2 separate regions of the Zea mays genome follow, and region 1 is linked to region 2. The links are chromatin contacts, called in public Hi-C maps. All regions are on one chromosome and are shown on one strand. Each heading gives the region's core, a stretch centred on a gene start, on an enhancer-like site or on the middle of the called end of the contact. The rest is flanking DNA. Distances are from core to core; before and after follow the strand shown. Region 1 has its middle 36 kb from the start of BA1. Region 2 holds the start of LOC100273657 (BCL-2 binding anthanogene-1).

Region 1 (2,700 bases), core at 13-2,512, 110 kb after region 2:
TTGGATTGCCTTTCTTCTTTTCCTATTCTTATTCTCAAGTGCTTTGTAAGCGAGGCAAGAGACACCAAGTGTGTGGTGGTCCTTGCAGGGTCTTAGTGACCCGTGAGATTAAGGAAGAAGGCTCACTCGGTCTAAGAAGGCTCACAGGGTTTGAGAGAGGGAAAAGGTTAGAAAAGACTCGGTCTTTGTGACCTCCTTAACGGGGACTAGATTTTTTGGAATCGAACCTCGGTAAAATAAATCACCGTGTTCACTCACCTTATTTCTTGGTTGATTTGATTTCCCTCTCTTTACGACTTAAGTTTTACTCGAACACTAACCTCCGACCTTAGTGCGTGTTTAAAGTTATAAATTTCAGGTTTCCCTATTTACTCTCCTCTAGACGACTTTTAGGGAGACATGTTCTCATTTTGAAGGAGGATTCTTGTAGCCCCCCTATGACATGTTGGTTTTGTAAACTAAGTATGATACCCTTCGGTTTTCTTTTGTGCATGTAGTCATCGATCCGCAATTTGGATGCGGAACGTTGCCCTCACCCCCTATGCCGAATGATGATTGTGTTCTTTTTTGCTTGTCTGCTGAGTTCGACACTGCGTTGTTGTATATTGCGCTTAGATGTCCTTACACAATTTCGTGTCGGTGCGGCGCACCCTTGGGCATTTTTCTGCGTGGAATTTTGCGTTTATGAGTTGACTTCGTGATTTTAGGGGTCCTTGCATACTTTTTTTTTTCTGATTCGGCTGCACCCTTGGACAACTTTTGTTTGGATTTTTTGTGTCTCTAGGATGATTTTGCACCCTTAGGTGTGTTCGCACACTTTTTGTGTTGATCCGGCTGCACCCTTGGACAACTTTTGTTTGGATTTTTTGTGTCTCTAGGATGATTTTGCACCCTTAGGTGTGTTCGCACACTTTTTGTGTTGATCCGACTGCACCTTTGAGCGACTTTTGATGTACTCGTGCACTTTTTTGTGGTGGTCCGGCTACACCTCGAGGGATTAAATTTCTCTTTGGGGAGTTAAAAGAATAGAGTGGATTAAAGGGGCTTAATTACTACCTCTTACTCCCAAGCAAATAAACCTTGAATTATATTTTATGTGAACAGAGATACTAGTAGACTCGAATAAAATATACCCGTAGCCAGTGATATGGGTGGACTAGCGAAGGGTTCCATCGGAAGGTCACGTGTGCAGTGGTTGGCGTGTTGGAGTCTTTGCAGGACGGCAATGCCGGTGGGCGGTGGCAGATCAGTGGAAGAAAAGACTATAAAAAACATTGAGACGAGGGCGTAGGCTGCGTAGCACTATAGAAAAACCAGGGCTACCACGCCTAGCTTGTGACTTGTGAACAGGCCGATGAACAAAAACGTTTCGATAATCCTTCAAAAGTGAGAATAACAACAAATTCAAAATATAATTTGAACACTACGAGATCAAGTATTATGAACAAACATTCTTTTGAGTGTCTTCTTTTTTATAAAAAGAGAAGAAGAAACATTGTCTGAAACAGCGTGGGCCAAAGCTGTGGATGACTGAGAAGGCCTTTTTTCACACGCGCCTACCTGCGCGGCTCGGGCCGCAGGAGCCAGGGTCTGAACGGGTCGGATGGAGGCCGCGTGGCCTGCCCAGCGGCGAACGACCGGGTCCGGGTGTGCGTGCGTGCGATGCGATGGGTGGGCGATGGAGCTAGGTCGGGATGGCCGCCGTGTGCGTGCGTGCGATGCGATGGGTGGGCGATGGAGCTAGGTCGGGATGGCCGCCGGCCGTACCGCGGATGCGCGCAGTCGGGTCATGAACGTTGGGCACCGTGTCGCGCGGTGGCCAGACAGAGACAGGAGCAAAATCTTGCCGGCGCGCCGTCCGCGAGCAGACGGAGACGCAGACGCAGACGCACGCACGCCCGGCCGCCCTGCTCACGGCACACGGCACTGCAGAGGGAGACGCGCGGGAGACCAGCACGACCGGCCCTGCGCAGGGAGTCGCCAAAGGGGAAGAAGGGAGGCGAGGAGAGGAGGGGAGAGCCGCGGTCTGCTGCTCTGGGCCGTGGAGGGACTGGAGGTGGAGGAGACACAAGACGCGGAGTACGTACGGGCGCGGTGACGCGACGACGGACGGGACGGGCACGTACGCGTCTGGGTCCCGCGGCCCGCACTCTCCCGGCCGGGACTTCCTATCATGAGCTCATGAGCGCTTGCCCACTGCTGAGATCTGAAACGGCACTGCACTGCTGCAGTGGGGGAGCAGGTAGGGGGCGATCCATCGCTGTGCCTCTCTCTCCGTCGATCTCACTGCTGAACCGTCAGCCACACTCGTCCCGGGCGGCCGGCCACGTCACGTCACACAGACGCACCCTACTCACGCAACACAACCCTAGGGCCGGGAGGGAGAGCGCGCGTACGTACGCAGGACAGGAATGTCACATGTGGCGGACCTCACGCTCCTCTCCTGCCTGGCCCAGACGCGACGCCGAGGTCTCCGTACGCGTACGGTCCCGGGTTCTCGCTGGGAGAGGGAGACTGTGCGCGTGCGCTGGGCAGGGCAGGGGCTCCATCCATCGCGCCTGCAGCAGCGCCACTGACCGTTCACGCACACTGTTCAAGCTTCCTGGAACGTCACGGCCAGGGCCAGTAGAAAAGTTCGGTGCGGGGTAGGTATTGGCGCAGTCCGGCCGGCCGGCGTTCATGATTGGCAAACCCGAGCTT
Region 2 (2,890 bases), core at 344-2,843:
AGGCAGATGGAATGTCCCTTCACCTTAGCAGACAGCTTATCAACTTCAACTCTAACACGAGCAACAGCCGCACATGCCTTCATCATGCTTTCATCCATAATCACAGGCTCAACCTTCTGCTCTATGTTGGCAGGGGCAGGCTTCTCGAGCAGAAGCAGCTTTGCTCCATCCTTAACACCTGCCGTGTGCAGGAACTCTCTGTCACTCTTCTCCTTCCCACGGAAGAAGAGCCTCTGCCTCTCAGGCTCCAAGCCAGTAGTCTGAACAAGGATCCTCTTCAACTCACCTTCATATACAAAATTACAAAGTGCCTATTAGAATATTGTAAACCAGCACCTTCAAGCAATCAATGCAGAAGCAAGAATCATTTATGCAGGTTTATTGATTATTTGGGGGTAAAGGTAATCGTATCTGCTTCTTTCCAATGATAAACTGTATACAGATTGACTGACAAAATGCTCCCCGCGCATGTAAAGACCTACTAGGTGATGTAATGGTTTGTCCCATTGCACGTGAGGCTATAAGCCAATGAGGTTCCAATTGATGTTTGATCATCACAACTGGCCAGGTGTTATTAATGTACTACATCCGTTCTCGAATATTTGTCGCCGGCTTGTTCATTTTTAAACGCTAGTGTTATCAATAAGAAGAATAACTAGTACTACTTATGGATCAATGGATGGTATAAGTACTACTACTTCTATAACATTGAAACAGATGGTCAAGGATTAGTACGAAAAGCTAACCGATAACAGTTAGTAGGTATCTTGTCGCCGTTCAGCACGGTAAAGTTGCCGGAGCAGGGTCATGATCGATTCATCAAGTACGTAAGCACTTTTCATCCTGACATGAAAACATTCGAGAACCATCTGTTGTTCGTCTAGACTCGTCTGGAATCTAAAATCAATAGCTGGGACTGGGAGAAAGAACTGAAAAATCGTGTTGACTTAAACTAAAATCCACTAGATTGTCAGTTGACATGTCAAGATCCAAAACCCAATTCCTCCTATACATCTTCGCCAAAGCGAATATGCGACATAAGGGAGTAGGGATCAGTAACGACTAACGAACAGGGTTGGCTAGCGTACCGAAGGTAGCCTGCGCCGGCACGACGACCTCGCGGAAGTTGGCGCCGTGGGAGACCCTGATCCTGATGACGGGGCCGGCCGCCTCACCGTCCCTGCGCTGCACCAGCATCCCGCCGGGCCGAACCTCCCACTCGCCCTCGGCGTCCCTCCCGCCCGATCTGCCGCTCATCATGCTGCCGTCGCTGACGCCTTTATGGCTCCGCCTCCAGCGACCGACCCACTGGCTGGCTCAGCTCGCGCTGAACGCGAAAGCGACTGGGTGAGGGAAAAAAGAGTTTGGTGGCGCGTGGCTTTTGCGATGGGTGGCGGGGCGACCTCCCGTGTGCCTTCCCTCCCGGAGAAGCAAGCGTGGAAGGGTTGGGGAGGAGGGGAGCGGAGGTACGAGTCGGCGGTGGGAGTAGGATTTTGCGAGAACTTGCCGCAAGTACAGCTTTGGATGCTCGCGAGGTGCAGGCGGGGACGATGGATGGGTGGACGGAAGGACTGGACTGGCTTGGGGAGTTGGCTCCGGCCCGGGACGGATACCGTGTGCTGCTGTGCGCTGTTGCTGTGCTGACTCGCCGTGTCCGCCGTGGATAGGACGGTCCCCACGAGAGAGCTTATGGGGTCGGCGAGGACCGGGCCTCATTAGGGCCGGCCTCGTGGCATGGTCGAGAACTCGGTGGAGACTCGAGAGGTTGTGCGGCGCTCGGTTGGCCCCGTCCCCCACGTGAAATTTTGGTTTGGATGAATCATCCGCTTCGTGGTGTGGCTTTCGTGTTTTTTTTTTGCACTTCGCAACGGGCAATATCATGAGCAGCTATCCCAGGCTCCCAGCCCGGTACAAAGGACTCGTCAATTCTAGTGTAGGACCCTTTGCTTGTTCAATCTCGGCTGCGCCTGCGTCTAAAAAAAAGTGAATGTGGATTTGAGATTTACTGCGTAACAGCTTTATGGTAAATCTAATATTCACAAATTGTTAATTTAAGGTACACGACAGTTCCAGATCTAAAGATTTTGGTTGGGATGACCTCTTTAATTTGCCCTTGAGATCGTTTGAAAATATCTACTTTATATGCTATACGTGTTCTATTGATATTTATTCACAAAAATGTTTTTAAGCAAATGCAATATTTTCACATAAATACTCATGAGATCAAATGAAGACTAATTTCCATTGCATGCTAGTCCTAAGCAAGAGCAAGTACTATGGTCATTTCATCGTGAAATACATCCATAATAGCGACATTAGCTTCTATACTAATACCATTTAATATGACTGCATATCGGTTATATCTTTCGGGTATTATTAGTACAAAATTAGGATCATGATCGAAACAAGCGAAGTGCAAATCTGGCACACAGCTTTAAGGATAAAACCGAATACCCACAATACATGTAATCGGATCAAGAATCACATGTATAGCGATGTCATATAATAGACTATATCAAAACACAATGCTTTATTATATCAAAATAGAGTATTTATTACATAATCGCGATACTGTTTTAAATCCACCAGTAGACCTTCCAATCTCAAGCCTAGAACTCGTCGTAGTCCTAAAATTTCTAAGTTCAGGACACATGTTCTCCATATAGATATAAAAAGTACATAGGACAGGGGTGGAAAAGGCTAGAGTGAGTACTTTCGCACTCAACAAGTACCTCACTTTGGTAAAAGTGGGTTGGCTATATAGTGGGCTAGCTTGAGCGGTTGCTTTTAGTTGATCAAGTTTTATTTGTGCTTGAAAAGCATTCTAACCCTCTTTTTATAAAACATTATGTTTAGTAAAATCCCTTACAAACCAATAACTTCAACGTTC

The links. Hi-C and Micro-C count contacts between places; a contact is called where the count stands out from the background.
Region 1: a contact with region 2 is called in a Hi-C map of tassel, with 4 times the contacts expected there. The contact joins the enhancer-like site here to the promoter of LOC100273657 in region 2. A contact is called at or near these places in 6 of 25 Hi-C or Micro-C datasets (bundle sheath, ear, endosperm and 3 more).

The regions. Positions count from the first base shown.
Region 1 is chr3:188,152,414-188,155,113 of Zm-B73-REFERENCE-NAM-5.0, forward strand. No RefSeq gene overlaps it. Among protein-coding and RNA genes, the nearest start is that of BA1, 36 kb to the right of the region's middle. Within about 2 kb of position 1,263, at least 2 of the 20 cell types and tissues checked have an H3K27ac peak or open chromatin away from gene starts, as enhancers often do. A contact at or near this core is called in tassel, where this site is marked.
Region 2 is chr3:188,038,831-188,041,720 of Zm-B73-REFERENCE-NAM-5.0, forward strand. It overlaps LOC100273657 (BCL-2 binding anthanogene-1), which reads right to left and starts at 1,594. Exons shown (of 4, transcript NM_001148071.1): 1 at 1,089-1,594; 2 at 24-286. The coding sequence starts at 1,260.